Regions from separate parts of the Mus musculus genome. Here region 2 is linked to region 1. A link is a contact called in public Hi-C data. All regions are on one chromosome and are shown on one strand. The core of a region is the stretch at or near the end of the contact, and the rest is flanking DNA. Distances in the headings are between cores, read along the strand shown.

Region 1 (7,948 bases), core at 2,260-4,759:
GGGAGGCAGTGGGAGGTGTTTCCCACTAACTAACTATCATCATGTGGACTTCTAAACTGTAGAGGGTCGTTTCTTGTACAGATAGTTTACTGGGCATTTATTATGTGACAGTGTATCCTAGGCACAGGGAATGATGTGGACAAATTTCCTGAGCTAGGAGATACTGTTCAGGGCAGGTCTTGTCCCAGCCCTATATCTGCCTTTGATCCCATGTTTGCCATTATTATATACAATAAAGATTAAAGTGTGGATAATATTAGGTAATAAGTATGGAAGTGCTTGGGAAAGCATCCAGAAACCTGGCTGACTTTCCTTATAAGCCATTCTACAATCCCAGAAAAGGGCTGGAGCATTGGGTAAGCACACCTGTAGTTCTTTCGTCATACCACTAGATGTCAGTGGTGTTCAGGAGGGGAGGAGGACACGTGGTGATGACCTTTTAGCCAGGTTGTGGAGACTGCAAAATAAAGACTTTCTGTATACTAGATGCTGTCCTGAATGCAGTGAATTTCCCATATCATTTGATGCTTACAGAGGCCCCATGATTTGCATATTCCTATCCCTAGTTTACAGTTCTCAAAGAAAGAACTGCTGCTAATGTTAGTCAGTTTTCTATCTGAAGCCACCATACAAAGATTGCCTTAGAAGCAATGTTCAGCCAGACAGTCCTTGGCTGCTGCCGACCCACTGTGAACAGTGTCTCCCCATACACGGGCAGCAAATGACTGCACAGATGTATAAAGACAAAAGCTTCCATGGATGTCTGAGTAGAGTGCAGTGCAGGTGCTCATTAGACAGACAGAAAGGTACAGGCTGACAAAAGCCTGCAGAGGCAGCTGGGCTGTCTACATCTCCTGTTAGAGAGGTTAGAAATCATAAACACTCTTGGTGGGGCTGGGACTTGACATGAGGAATATAAAAAGGTCTCAGTGAGCTTGACTTTAAATGAGCATATAGATAGAGGTACTATATGCCATTCCAACAATGACCAGCATGGCAAGATGTTCCAAGGGCATAGTAGTGGCACTTATATCTTGGGGGTAACCAATACCCATCCAGTTGTACCTAAGGCCTACTCAGTTAGAGGACATTCATGACTGGTACTGTAAATCTAACCAACTCTGCATGGCTGGTAATGTCATAGACCCGAGAGGAAAACAGTACAGACAGTATAGCTTCTAAACTATATTCTAAATGCTTATACCCACAGATAAGTATAGCTCTCAGCCCTTGTCATAGAAGCTTCTTTTTGCCGAAAACATTACAGAAATTCCAAACTGGTCAAAAAGAAAAACTAACTGTGGGGTACCCAGCCCCACTTTATGCATTTACAGTACAACCCCAAACCTAATTCTCAAGAAACATCGCAAAAGTAGAGAAAGAAAAATCACTAAAAACTGAAAGGCCAGGACATCTGATAATGGCAGAGCAGCTGAGCCCATGAAATCCCAAAAATGTGGTTGCTTAAATAAGATCTGCACAACGACACCAGTTTACATGCCAGTGTGAATAGGGGAAATCTCACAAGGCCTGGAAGAAGAGCTATAGGTAACTAATAGCTACTGAGACGAGGAGAATTAGTATTTCCCATAGACTAGGCCAGCCCCCTGGTAGGCGATCCAAACCCAAGTGGTCAGCTTTAAACATGCACATAGCAGTGACTCTAAATGGGCTCAGAAGGATGTATGTATAATATAATAGACATTGGTTTACATTATATAATAATTTTTTAAAAAGGAGTTTGTGAATTTGAGATGGATCTGAGTACACAAGAAGAATTGGAGAAGTAGAGGCTCTCATCTATAAAATTCTCAAAAAATATATTAAATTATAAAAAGAGCTGGAGTCCAGATCTTCCCTAAGCAATGCCTGAAAGTTGCTGAAAGTTAAAGAAAAAGTAGGGGGAAATTCAAGGTCAAAGTTATACAAAGACAGACTGCGTGTAGTAGCTGATGGTAATTCCAGGCCTTTGGGAGCTGGGGAGGTGGCTCAGCTGTTAAGAGCACACACTGGTCTCCCAAAGCACCTGACTTTGATTCTCAACACCTATGTGGGGCAGCTCGCAATTGCCTATAACTGCAGCTCCAGGGGGCTCTGATACCCTCTCTGGCTCCTCAAATACCCTCTCCTGTATCTAGAAATATGCATGCATGGTGAGTGCACACATACACGCACACACACACAAAACTAAAATAAATGATGACGTCATCCTTCCCAAGAGAAGACATGACAAAGGCAAGAAAGACACTGCTACGTTTCTGTCCTCAACACCCATAGACCTTCAGTTCAGACCCTGGACTACGGCAAGGCAGGGAGAATGATGTGAAGAGTGGAACGCACACAGAAGTCCGTAGGGAGGCCTTGCAAAGGACAGAAGAAACAGACTAGGCATGATTCCCACGAAGGAAAATCCAGGAGCCCTCTCTTAAGTTGAGCCCCACCCAAGGGACAGCCCTGGCGATACCTGAAGCAAACCAATGGCTTTGGAAATGGCTGGGCAATGGGGTCACACAAACAGAGGGAGGGAAGGCTCAAGGGGACCTGATGGCAAGATGTCTCTGTGATGTCTGGGGTACCTACTAGCTTTGAGGAAGCAGGTTTGGGCATGGCAGAATAAATGGTTACATTTGTCCCTGTTGAACCATTTACAAGGTCATTTCTACATGTGACATCTTGTTTGAGGTCAGTTAGCAAGGAGCTGAAGGGGCTCTCTATGTTCTTACCTGAAGGATGAGTAAAGCCGACCTTCGTGCTCATTCATTACCATAGGTTTGGGTGCTGGGGTGAAAATTCTGGTTTTTCTAGTTGCTATGCTACATCGATTTCAGAGCGATGATGTCCCGGAATGGTGATAAAGTTGCTGTTGTTTATGACTCTGGGGCCAGGCATGTTGGTCTGGTTTGCACCTGGAAGCCCCTGAGCCTCGACAAGGCACATCACATGCCTACCGTAACAAGAGAATGTGTCTAGGAGAGAGGGGACCAAATGCAAACTAACATGTGCATCTGCTAGTCGAGTGCTCCTTCTGCTCCTCGTCTTTGTGGGATCGGGTGTGCCCCTGTTCCTGGAGGGTGGGAGCCTATTCTGGTGGCCTGCCGCCAGCTCTTCTTCACGATGAGTCTTCCTTAGGCAAATGCTTGGGAGGAGCCATCTCCAGTTAAGGGCCTGCTTTGGAAGGCAAGTTCTCTGACTCATGCTGAGTAAAGTCTGCACACAAGCAGGTGCCTGACTGGGAGCACATTTCTAGGGCTTAATGAGCATCTGGAAGGGAGGAGACAGGAGGGTCCTGGGGGCAGAGCTTGGCGATCTGCTAGGAGGAGGGGGGAAGCCGGAGAAATAAGCCTGCATTGGGAGTGATATGATCACATGGCATCCATGAAAGATGACTATCACTGGCCAGGAGATGGGATGGAGGCAACACAGGAGACCCAGGATGATGCTGTGGAAGGCAGCAGATAATGCTACTTGGGCAGGCCACTGCAAAACAGCAGACAGCCCTGAGGACAGAGGATCATGTGAGTTGAGAACGACGTGTGTACCTGCGATTGCTGAGTCCTCCCTTTCAGCCTTCACCAGTTGTGGGGAGGGCATTTCCCTTCTCAACAACTTCTTATGCTGCCTAAGTAGGAGAGCCTGGCCCATTGTCACAGTTTATAGTTATCTGTATGCTTTGGTGTTATTGTCTTGTGCTCTGTAGACTCCCAATTCCAAGTCAAGTGGTGTTCATTTTTTAAGGCTTCTTGCCTAGTTTCACGTTGGAGTTCTAAAAAGTATGTGTGACTATGACCACCGTGGGAAGTTAGTGGCTAGCCACTGATGTCCAGGTAACTCTAATGGTCACTGTTTGGTACTGTATTGACAGTTTATTGTTTGATCTCCCCTGACTTCTAGTGTAAGATGCTGCTTGTAAATGGTTTTTAGGATTCCTTTGTTCTATTTTGAAGGGTTGAGGGACCTGGTTTTCTTCATTGTTGTTTGTTTGTTTGTTTGTGAGATTAAAAAAAATGAGGAAAATTTTTATTTTCCAAATATATGTTCTGGAAGAAGGAATCTGGGCTTTAATTATCTGTTCAGACCACAGAGAGGAAGCACAGCTGGCTAGGAATGCTTTGGAAAGCCAGAGAGGAAGCCACGGTATAAAGTGCAAGGAATTTTGGGTTGTCTGGGCTTTGAGAAGCAGAGACTTTAAGAACTGATAGAGTCCCTCTGTGGCCTTACAACAGAGGAGGGAGCAGCTCTGCCTGGTAAGCTCTTTGGCCCAGAAGAAAGAAAATGGGCCCCTGGGCACCATGTCTTCACCCTGTCCTCCGTGCCAGCAGTGCAGAACTAGTATCTGCCTCTGGCAAGTCAGCTTGCCTCTGTTTCCCTATCTGTAAACTGGATGGAGATAACAGAGTCCTCTCTTGGGGGTTGCTGGGAGGACTTGGTGTGATGATAAAGATGAAAGCTACTTCTTTAGTTAACATGAATTTAATGAATAGTATAGTAATTGCTATTATGTAATACATTATTGAAATTTTTTAAAAAAATAATAATTAGAACTTTACTATTAAGAACTTGCAAATAAAATTCACTCAGTAAGCTTAGCCAGTCCCAAAGTCTATACACTGAAATCTTACTAATCATATCCAGGGCCAAATTAAGAGTGTGTGTGTGTGTGTGTGTGTGTGTGTGTGTGTGTACTCGCACAAGAACTGGTCTTCCAAGAAAAGGGATTTAAAAGTGTGAGAAAAGAGCAGATTGTTCCCTTAGAGACCAGAATATCCTGGGAAAATGTCTATAAGTTGCTGAAACTATTTTAGAGTTGCCAGAATATTCCAAGGAACAGAAGAAAAGCCAGCCAGTGGCCCAGCTGTGGACTTTACTAGGTTGCAGGTCCATATGTTTGGCTAGGTCTGGTCTTCTGGCATCCCAGCCTCTCTGAGTCGGGGACAGATCCCAAGAATTGGCTTCCCAGACAGCTGCTTGCTATCTGCAAGAGCTGACTATGGGTAAGGCTGAGGGAACGGGGAACTGATGCTTGCCAGGTTTATGTGGACATAAAGAAGACCATTGGTCACTTACAGAGTGACTGTTTGTGCTGACAAACTCCTTCTGGGCTTCTCTGTAACAGTGGACCTGAGACCTCTGTAACAGTGGAACTGAAACTATCACCCCAAAATTTTGTCCTCGCAGCAACCTCCCTCATCTCTCTGCAGGGCCAACAGAGTGTTCTTCACCCTGTCTGTTTCCTTACTGGTTCCAATGGAAGCACGGCCATCGTGATCTTGAACATTTATCAGTTGCTTACCTTCGACCAGTGTGGTGCCAGATGCTTCAGGGGAATAGTCAGTTACCTGGGTTAGGTAGCTAGGCAGAACCGGAAACAGAGCTGGAGAGGTTCTTTATAGAGAGTCACACAGCTGGCAAGTAGCAATGGTGACGTCTACATCCAGGTTCAGGCTTTAGTGTCCACCCTTGCAACCTTACTGAATGTTTCTTATTTCCTGGATGTGAGACCCCCCCCCCGGACAGAACAACAGAGAGGTGACAATCACATGGCCCAGCCATGGGTTAACCCAGGCTAGCCCATTCTTTGAGGCCACCGTGCTGCAGGGAAAGCATAACAGAGTTAGGAGACAATGTAGCTGGGTTGAGCTCTAGGGCTGCTCTGCATTAGCTGTGAGTCATAGATCCCTCTGATCTCCTTCAAATTGGATGACAATATTTACTTTTCCAGGCTACCAAAAGAAACGACGATAACAGGCTGGCCTGGTACGTGCTGGGCAGGTGTCTGGAAATGGCAAGTGGTACCACAGTTGCAGGAAACAGAGAGTTAGGGCTTTGTTAAACCCGGGAAGTCTGATCCCTCACTGCAGGAAGAAACAGGCTGCTAGAGGCAAGCACGTTCCCAACTCTCTTGCAGGCTGCAGGCTGCAGGCTGCAGGCCTGGTGTTGGCCCTGGCAACAGAATCCATTTTATTTTCTAAGTATTTCAGGACCAGATGAGTCAGTGTGCTTTCACCTTCAGTATAGCATATGGGAGAATGCAAAGGAGCCTGCTGGCTATTCTCCATGAGGGTTGTTTGTCTTCCTTGATCAAGAGAGAATGGCCAAATGTGGGCAGCTGTGTGAGGAGCTGAAGACAAGAAGCAGAGGTGTGTGAGCATCCTGGTTGCCTGCTGCTTACCTTGGGATACCACTTGCCCTCTGGAGCCATTGTTCCCACTTTTGAAACGAGGGTCCAAGCTTCTTGGAAGGGTTATTATAGTGGTTGAAGGTTAGCTGTAGGTAGTCCCACAAACCATTAGGACCCTACATCCAAGGTTGTCAGGCCATGCCTCCTCTGCCCCTCCCACACCCGACTTGTCTAGCCAGGTAAAAATGGGTGTGGCCAGATATAGCCCTCCTGCCAGACATAGCTGATGCCAAATCCTCTGGAGAGCAGATGGAATAGATCTGGCCTACTCTCCTGGGTCCAGCCTCAGATCTTTTGACCCCTCTCTGGGTCAGTGCACAACTTGGGGCTGGGGCAGGCACAGATCTGGGACAGCCTGGAGCCATAAGCAGCCTCGTAAATCAGGCCCAGCCTTGGAGACTTCTGCAAGCTCTCTGTGGAGCCTAGGAGCCCCAGCTTCTTAAAGCTGTATCCTCTCACTCCCACTCCAGTCTGGAGTCTAAGGGGTGAACAGAACCTGATTTATAGAGACCTCAGCCCAGCCTGTGAGGGAGGCCCCAGAAAGAATGGGCTTCCCCTATGACCTGCCTCCCAAGTCACAGATAGAGACAGAGGTGCTCTGTAGGGAGAACCACCTCCCTCTGGGCCAAGGTTGAAAACTGAAAACTGTCCCCAACTATCCCCTTCTGGGACTTGGCCTTCTTCACTGGAAAGATCCAATTTGTCCTTTCATAAATGAATGAAAGGGGGAAACACTTCCAAAACGGCCCCTTGCCACAGAGCTGCTGCAGAAGGATCGATCGGGTCTGAGTTTGAGCTCAAACTCCACCATCCCCAGCTTAGACAAGTCTTCTCCCATCCACTCCTGTATCTCAGTCTTCTCCCATCCACTCCTGTATCTCACTGTCTAGTCTCCCACATGGCATAGAGCTGGTGTGAGAGACAACCGGTTAGCAGATGCCAGGCACACTGTACATTGACAAGCAGTTGTGTATACTTGAAAAAGCTTCTCTCCCCGACCCCTGTCTGCTTCTTCAAGTCAAACAGGAGACACCAGGTTTGGACCCTTGTACAGGCCTGTCAGGTGGGGACTCATGAATTACTCTCCGACCACCCCGAACTTCTAGAACACCACTGTCTACACTTAGCCAGTCTCTACATGTGGCTGCTGTGTTCATGAAATGTGACGATACAATTAAAAACCTTAATTGTTATTTTAACAGCAATTAAAATTGAAATCTATTACATGCTGTGGGTGACTACTGTGGTAGACAACCCAGGCCTTAACCACACAGTCTTGAAGACCTGGTTCGGCATTGGTTCTTGGATAAGCTTAATTACCCATCCACGCCTCCAATGTCCTCATCTATAAGGCAAAGAGTGTGTGGAGTCAGCACGGAAATGCCTCACTCCAGTCACAACTGTAGGTTTTCAAGGATTTGTCATGATTTTTGACTCTTGCTGAGTTAAGAGCAAGGGCAGGCTTTAGAGAAGGCAGGAGCCCAGTTTGGGACAACCATCTGATTAGAGATCAGCTCCTATGTGGAAGAGTCATGGGGGTGCAGTTCTAATCCTGCCCCCAGTGTTCAAAGGTACCCTAGTGTGGCTTGAACCCCTCGTGCACTGTGTCTACCACTTCTTATACCATAAGGACTTTCCCTACAGCCACAGTGCTTTCGGGATGACCTTAGCGCCATGTTTTCTGCCATGTCACCTTGCACTCAGTTTACCATGAGATAACATCTGGTTGGAGGCTGAAGCTGTCACCTAGGATAGATGGTGCCTTGGGTG
Region 2 (7,948 bases), core at 3,091-5,590, 300 kb after region 1:
CCCTTAATCATGCTGAAACTTGGCATGTCTCATCTGCCCAAATGTGACAAGTCTCTTGTGGATGACCAGGCGCAGAAGCTCACAGGAAGGAGCAAGCCCCAAGGCTGCGTGTTAATGGATTATGCTAAGTGCTGTGGCAGGGTTATGTGTTAGTTGTGGGAGCAGGAAAATATTTATCAGGAAGAGGATGCTGGGGCAGGAAGGAATTTTACTGAGTGAAGGTGAAGGGGTCTTTTGTTCTCAAGAGATCTCACAGAAAAGGGCAGGGGGAAGAAAGCAAGGGTATGGAGCATCCTGGTCTTCAGGTAAGAGGGAGCAATCAGGCTCTGTCTGTGGGAAAGAGGTCAGCTTCCCTGTTTGTATGATACCCTCAGCATCCCGCTGTGTTTTGTCTGTACAGCTACAAGGCCGGAGATAAACAGTAACAGTCATGAAAAAAAAGAGAGAGAGAGAGAACCCCCACCAGGAAGTCACTCTCTTCCCCAGAGTCCAGGGTCTTGGCCCAGCTTTCAAACAGCTGTGGAACATCTGGGCAGCTACAGAACTAAATGTTTTTGCGATTTTGAGAGAACACATAGTCCCCCACATGCATACATTCAAGAGCAGGCTACAAACCAGGGCTTGCTCATTCCTCTCCATAAAACAGAGCACCAGACTATACACCCTGGTTGCCATGCTTCAGAGACAGCCAGCCCTGGGAAAAAAAAACAAAACACAGTTTTCCCAGAAAACCTGGACCCACAGTAGCAAAAGCCCCAGTGTTATAGGAAATGATCTAGACCCTAGGGAAACAGAGCCTTCTCCAGCTGCTCTGAGAAGTGAGCCAGCAGAAAGAAAGAAAAAAAAAAAAAAAAAAAAAAAAAGAACAACCAGAAAATCCCCAATTGCAGGAGAACATGTAGTTTTTGAAGCATATTATAGAAATGAGTTTGTACGTACTTTGTGGCAAAGCTGTACAAAAGCTGTGCTGTGAGTTTGTTCATTTGCTCCACAAATGTTCACCGAGCATCTGCACTGCATCAGGCCCTGGCTCCCAGGGCTTCGGAAATAAATCTAACAGTCTCTGCCCTTGCAAAATGTATAATCTAGAAAGAGGAAACGGGAGGTGACTGTGATACTGTGGGTTCTTGCTGTTGTAGAAGAGCATCCAGGCATTCAGCTGATATTGTCAGATGCCTGGAAGGGAACTTAGATGCAGTGCCAGGAAGAATCCTCGCCCATGGGTCATCACGACTGGAGATACAGCCATCTCGGGAGGACATGTCTTTGGCATTCGGTTCTCAAATGTGAAGAGAGAGAGGTCTTACCTTACTTTGGAATCTTCTAAGTTTATAAGTTCAGTGGGATTTCTATCCATTGGGAGAGTTCAGAGGTTCAGAGCATCCCTACTTTGTAAGGTAGCATGGATAAAATAAACTACAGGACCAGAAGGGCCCAAGATTATCCTCATTGGCCTTTTAATCTCTTAGCCCTGCCCAAGCAGAGACAATCAGATTAGAAGAAATTGGTGTCCAAATGACTACATCTAATGGAAACAAAATGAAATAGTCACCTTCATGTCTGCTGAGGCAGGGGACTCAGCATAATACCAGAAAGTAGTTCAGGGTAGAAGGGGAAAGGGCAAGAGGCCCACTGAGTTCTTGAAATGACTCAGGGCTTGAAGGAGAAATTAGCAGAGCTTAATGTTGAATCTAGTCTAGAGGGAACTTTATCTCCCTCCTTCTCCTCCCCTGCATGACATTGACAAGGAGTTGGGAACCCAGACATGTGACCTCATTTATTTCATTAGAGTCACACAGAAAGCCAATAGCATGGCCCACACTAGAACTCCAGCTGAGTTACTGCATGTGGCCTTATATACATCTAGAAGGCTGCTTCTTCCCATATAGACTTCTGCTCTTCCAAAAATGTGGAGATTGTTGCCCAGAAATGAAGAGGCTTTGAAAAATTGTCTCAGAGGCTTCTAGAGCCTAGGAGAACTCCAGTGTCATTTGACAGCTTGTAGCTCAGTGGTGGATTTGTAGGGTGACATTGAGAGGAACATGGTATTGATGTCCCTCACCATCTCCTCGGAGAAGGACACAAGAGCTTAGCTTCTATTCTACCCAGATCATGCCACTGGATAAAACGGTCTGCTAGTGGCTCTGAGGCCTGGCCTGACTGCATTACAGCCTTTGCTATACCCAAACCTCAGACCTGGCTCCCTTGTCAACCACCAAGGTCCTTCAAGCTACCTGAGAACTCCCATTTCTTCCTCCCCCCTTTACCCCCCCCCCAACTTTCTAGGCTTAAAGTAATCTTTTTAAAATTCAACTTGAATTCCAAGGTTCATTAAGAATGCTATTCCAGTGTTTTTAATCTGTGAGACAAAAAAAAAAAAAAAATTTGCCCATATGGTTGAATTGGGAGAGTATTATTGGTTTGTTTTGTCTTCACGTGTGGTTGGTTGTTCTCTGAATTGAAAAGCAGAAAGCATCCTGAATATGACTAGGAAGCAGCTGGTCTCCTAAGCTTCTGTGGAGTTGCTCTGTGCCTCTTGAATGCCTCAGATTTCACCCAAGGGAGCTGGCTGCTGAGTGGGCCCAGAGGGGCAAGCACTAGGACCCTGACACTAGCTTAGCACCAGTTTCTCCGTGAGTCTCAGTTGCAGATGATAGCTACCTTCTTCATCTCTTACCCTGTGCAAATTCCTGCATGAAATGCTATCACATGCATCTTCTCAAATGACACACAGTGACCATCCATGAGAATTCGTCTCACCCCCATCTCAAAGACGGTGAAATGGTAGTTCCTCCATGCAGAGTGACCGTGAACTATGGAGGTGATGCCTCCCTTGCAGGGTCACAGTAAGAACTACAGGTTTGACTTTAAAGTGCCTGTGATTGGTCAACATAACACAAAGATGAAAAGCCTGGCCCCTGGATTCAGATTCCAGGCTCTTCTTACTGTGTGATGTCCAGTGAGTTACTCAACTTGTTATTTGTAAGTGTCAGCTCTCTTCCTGATCCTTTCTGCCCGAAATCACAGGGCATTGTGTTTATCATAAAATATATATTTATGTATAACTATTTTTCATTGAAATTTTGCCCTCTGTGAAGTTTTTTTTCTGTCTTCTTGCACATGGAGGTACCATATTTTTTTCATTCTTTGTGAATCTTGACTATTTTTCCAATTTTCTTTATTAAAATCTGTCTTGCATGCTGGGTCTGGTGATTCACACCAATAATTAGGAGACTAAGGCAAGAAGATCATAAGTTTAAGGCTAGCATGGGCTACCAAGTAAGACCTGGCCTTGAGAAAGAAATGTATCCTAAACAATTACATATTTGTGGAATAAAAAGTCTACATGTGCATCATTTCACTGCTCCTCCCAACACACTTGTAGGCAGAAACATTTACATACAAGGAAATGGAGTCTAGGAGAAATGCAGTTAAGATATGAAGCCTCACACAGCGGATCAGCAGGAGAGCTAGACCAGGCAGGAGCTATAAAGATGCCAGAATAAAAGCTCTGCTGGAATTTAAGCAGTCAGATCCTTTTTGATAAGGTTTCTCTAAGCAGCTTCAATGTGTAATAATCTCTACTGAGGCTCTTGGCACCTTGAAAGACAATCATGGCTGGCGATGCCCAAATTGACAGATGCAGCCCAGGAGAAATTTCAAGAAAAGGGAGAGCAAAGTTCCCTGTCTCCCCTTCTGCCCCTACCCCCCATCTCCCACTGTGAGGATGGAGCGTTCACACAAAGCCCTACAATCTGGTCACCCTCCAGACTATCTCTAAACCACGTTTCTCATGATAAGAGACAAGAAAGAAATTGACCTTTAAAAATCTTGTGTTCCAAAGAGCAGATAAAGATTTCACAAGTCCTTTTGAAAGAAGGCACAGAATCCATTATAGCAAATGACAAAAACTTCTCTGGGATGTGTACAGAAAGGGGGAGGGGCCACACCCTTCTCTCCTTCCCCAGGGCCTCCCCCAGGGCTGCTCACAGCTTCCTGTAGGACAGCTAGCTCTGCGGCCGGACTGCACAGAACAGCAAGATGAGGCTGGCTGATGCAAGCTGGCAGAAAGACAGATGGGCTCTTCCCTGACTTGCACTTACCAGTTTAAGGAGCCCTGTAAGCAGCCGCAGTAAAACTGCTTATTCTTAGCAATCCTAGTCTGCTTTTAAGCATTCTCTCTCTTCCAGGATATATCCCACCCCGGGCTGGGGAGGATCCCTACCTGGGAGGTCTTCACCATCTCCTGGGCTTCCCTTCTTCCCAGAGAGAGGGATGAGCTCTTCCTGCGTGGCTCCGGCCACAGCTCCCACCCCCCATGGGCCTGGCCACACTGATCTGTTAGACTTGGGAGCCTCACACAGTGAGTCATGAGGTACTCAGAAAATACCAAACCTTTCAAACCACAGAGTCTCCAAAATTACAGACTGATTTCTTCTTCCCCAGGATTTACTCTTCTGTTCCAAAGCATGGCTTCTCCTTGTCATACATGTCTTCTAAAACTTATCATCTCTGCCTAAGAAAATTGAGTTATGCAGGAGCATACACATATACAAATGTACACACATACAAACATACTTAAATACATATATACATACACACAAATACATAAACACAGAAATACATACACACATACATATATATAAAGACATACATACATACATACATACATAAATACGCATATATACATACATGCATGCACACAGATACACACATATTGTGGAACAGGCATATTCATATGCTACCTTCAAAAACAAAGTTTTTTCCTAAATGCCAGTCTTGTATAATGCTTTGTAAATGAAGTTTGTGGGCCCCATTCATTTCAAAATAGGTGTCTCACTTAAATACGATGGTAGACAAGTTGCCTGCATTCACTGCTCAGCAAGCATTTGCCAAGCATACAAAGCATCAGCATAACAGGGTACAGGCAAGCAGAATTTCTGGTCTGGTATCAGTCGCTAACCCACCGTGCACACAGTGAGCAATTCCATAATCCCGAAGTTTCTGGTAAGAGTGTGGCTTATGTGATATCTCCTTTTCAATGATACTAGTTTGAAAGCTCCTTGAGAGCTCTAGTACCTTACCTTTCATGTGTCACCATAGTTGGCTTTATCCATCTCAGTCCTCTGAGGTCACTCTGTACCCAGAATCCTGCCTGGAATGTATGCAGAGGAAGAGATCAGGGCTCCATCAAATGGCTACTGGTTGCCAGGATACCAGGATGCTTGCTAACAGGAAGTACCTGTCAGAAGCCACTAGTAACTTTCCTTGGCTGAGTCCTTACATAGGAGCTTCTCACTGCCACCCCCTCTACCCCCATATCATGTGAAGTAGGTTTCACATTGATTCATTTAACAGGTGAAAGTAAAAGCTCGGAGCTTTTGCTGGACATTTATTTCCAGCAAAATACCCAAGTAGGTCATCATAGCACCCTATTGACCACAAAATACAACAATTTCCTTTTAAAACTCAGCAAAGGAGAAAGTAGGGGAGACAAGGGTGCCCTGAAACTCAGAAATAAAATGAAACTGAAAGCCAGGGCAGCAGGCACAGAGCTATGACACACTCATGGTGACAGGGGTATGTTCACAGTAGGACACTACTGCTGACACTAAACAGAAAACTGAAGAGCCGAGAGGCTCGATTTAAAGTATGTGCCCGCTAGAGCAAAGGGCATGGCACGGAGGCTTTTCTCAGTCTCAGAGCCAGGGGACAGAAGAGCCATCAGTGAGAGACAGCGCTTACACCACAAAGGTCCTGGTCTGATCTTGCTTGCCAGAGTACTAATGCCAAGCTAAGAACCCCACCTAAGAAGCCATCCTAGGTAAGTGGCACCCTGGCACAGCAGGCAGAAGTCACCAGAAACTGTGCTAGGGGAGGTCAGGAGGTGGCTGACCACAGGCTGAGGTTAACAGCTATGCCATACAAGAGGATTACCACTCCCAAGAACTTAATCCAACAGCAAGTATACCATAAATAAGCTTTTATATGACTACAGATATAAACTGATACATAAAAAAAAAAAAACCCTAAGGATGGAACAATCCACCATCAGGGAAGGAAAAAGAGGGGGCCCCCATTTAAAAAGGCCCAGAGAGACCATCTGCAAATCTCAAAGTATTGTCACTTAAATTAATGACCCAAGGGACAAATTAAACAGCAGACCAGACACAAATGAAGGAAAAATAAGTGAAGTAGAATAGAAGTCTGAGGAAATATATCAGAATGGGACACAAATAAAAAAAGGCAGAAATGAAAGGGTTGAAAGGCATGAAATAGGAGACGGCCCCTTAAGCTTTTATGAGTATCCTGAAGAAAGGGCTAAAGAGAAATAAAGGAACATTCCCAGTTTATAGGAGAATTTTCCAGAACTCATGTAAGGCACAATCTTAAAATGCCTAAGTTATGATGCATGGCTTTCTATAGAGCATGCATGCTGTATCCCAGGCTGGAGACAGATTGTCTGTCTACAACTTTTCTAGACAATCTGTTTTGTTGTCGTAAGACACCCAAAAGGAAGCCTCCCACCTGGCAGTGGGGCAGATTCGTGAGTCTAAAGAATGAAGCAGCTTTCTTTGTCTGTCATTATGCATAGCTAAAGGTCTGGAGCCTGAGGTTTGAAGACATTAAGCAGCTTGTACAGGGTCACACAATGCAAAGTTGGATAGGGTGTGACCATCTGGCTGGAGAGAAATCACCTTAAGTGCCACTGAGCATCGCACATTAGTGCATTCTGTGTCCCTGTCCTTCACTTAGAAAACTAGTTCTTGACAGGATGACTCAAAGAAAATTTAATACACCTGAAAGAACTGAGTTCAAATCCTTCCTCGGCTTCTTTACAGGATACCTCTATGAGTACTCTATGAGTAGTCACTAAGTCAACTTTACCACTTCTGACCTGCGGTTCCTTCCCTGTGAAGTGACAGTGATGACAGTGGCCACCTCTTAAAATAAGTAGTAGCCAAGGTCATCACTGCTCATCACAAAGTGTTTACCACAGTGCCCAGCCTGGCATCACTGTCATTTGTCAGCTTCATCAACCTGGTGCAGATGAGAACCACCCTCTCATTCCTGGCTCACCTTCTCCACAAATGGAGAGTAGACACCCCGACAGGAAACAGTCCCTCCCAGGTGCCACGAAGGAAGCAGTGTTTATAAAAAGGTAAAAGTCTGGCTTCCAAGGACTACTTTGGTGGTAAACAAGAGCAGGCAGGAGCTAATAAAATTTCAAATTAGCCATGACTTTTCACGGCCCTTCAATTGTGCTAGCTGATTTAATGGTCAACGTCCCCGCTCGCTGGGATTGAATAATGGAGCGTCTCTGCAGAGTTATGGATGCAGCAGCTGAAGCTGTCATGCTAACATCAATAGCAGAATGCAAATCACCCTCTGCTGGGGCTGTAATTATGTGTTTAAGCAACGTCTGATGGGGGCAGCAGGGAAGTGTGGGATGAGACCTGCTGACTCAGGAAAGGGTGGGTGCTTTGCTTGGCAGTGCTACCTGCAAGGGAGAAGACAGGCCACCCAAAATAATACTGAGGTGAGAAACACAGGTGGCTCTGCCAGGTAAACACCCCTCCCCCCACACACACCATTTAGTGAACCATGTTCTAGGTTCAGGGTCAGAAAGGGAAACTATCCCTTATTAACACCCACTGTATATCCCATACCGTGTTGGATTTGGGGATCTATGCTATACAGTTTACTGTGGGATGGAAACTTACATGACACTCTTATTAGGCTCATAAGAAACATAGGAAACTGGTCAAGTAAAGCGGTTCCATGGGTGAAGGGACTTGTCACCAAGCCTAACAACCTGAGCTTCATCCTTAGGACTAGCAGGGTGGAAGGGGAGAACTCACATGGACTATCTCCTTATGCACACTATGGTACATGCTTACACACAAACACACACACACAAACATATACCACACACTGTAGAATGTGT

Evidence for each region. Hi-C and Micro-C count contacts between places; a contact is called where the count stands out from the background.
Region 2: a contact with region 1 is called in a Hi-C map of cerebral cortex, with 2.3 times the contacts expected there. The contact joins two enhancer-like sites. A contact is called at or near these places in 9 of 39 promoter capture datasets (the 3T3-L1 cell line, cranial neural crest, frontonasal cranial neural crest and 4 more), 1 of 484 Hi-C or Micro-C datasets (cerebral cortex), 2 of 115 datasets of contacts at active chromatin or transcription factors (the NIH/3T3 cell line and fibro-adipogenic progenitors) and 1 of 9 other capture datasets (adipose tissue).

Annotation. Positions count from the first base shown.
Region 1 is chr7:96,518,987-96,526,934 of GRCm38.p6, forward strand. All of the region lies in intron 4 of Tenm4 (teneurin transmembrane protein 4), which reads left to right. Among named protein-coding and RNA genes, the nearest start is that of Gm15412, 180 kb to the left of the region's middle. Within about 2 kb of position 3,510, at least 32 of the 459 cell types and tissues checked have an H3K27ac peak or open chromatin away from gene starts, as enhancers often do. A contact at or near this core is called in adipose tissue and cerebral cortex, where this site is marked.
Region 2 is chr7:96,813,166-96,821,113 of GRCm38.p6, forward strand. All of the region lies in intron 18 of Tenm4 (teneurin transmembrane protein 4), which reads left to right. Among named protein-coding and RNA genes, the nearest start is that of Gm15413, 16 kb to the left of the region's middle. Within about 2 kb of position 4,341, at least 102 of the 459 cell types and tissues checked have an H3K27ac peak or open chromatin away from gene starts, as enhancers often do. A contact at or near this core is called in adipose tissue and cerebral cortex, where this site is marked.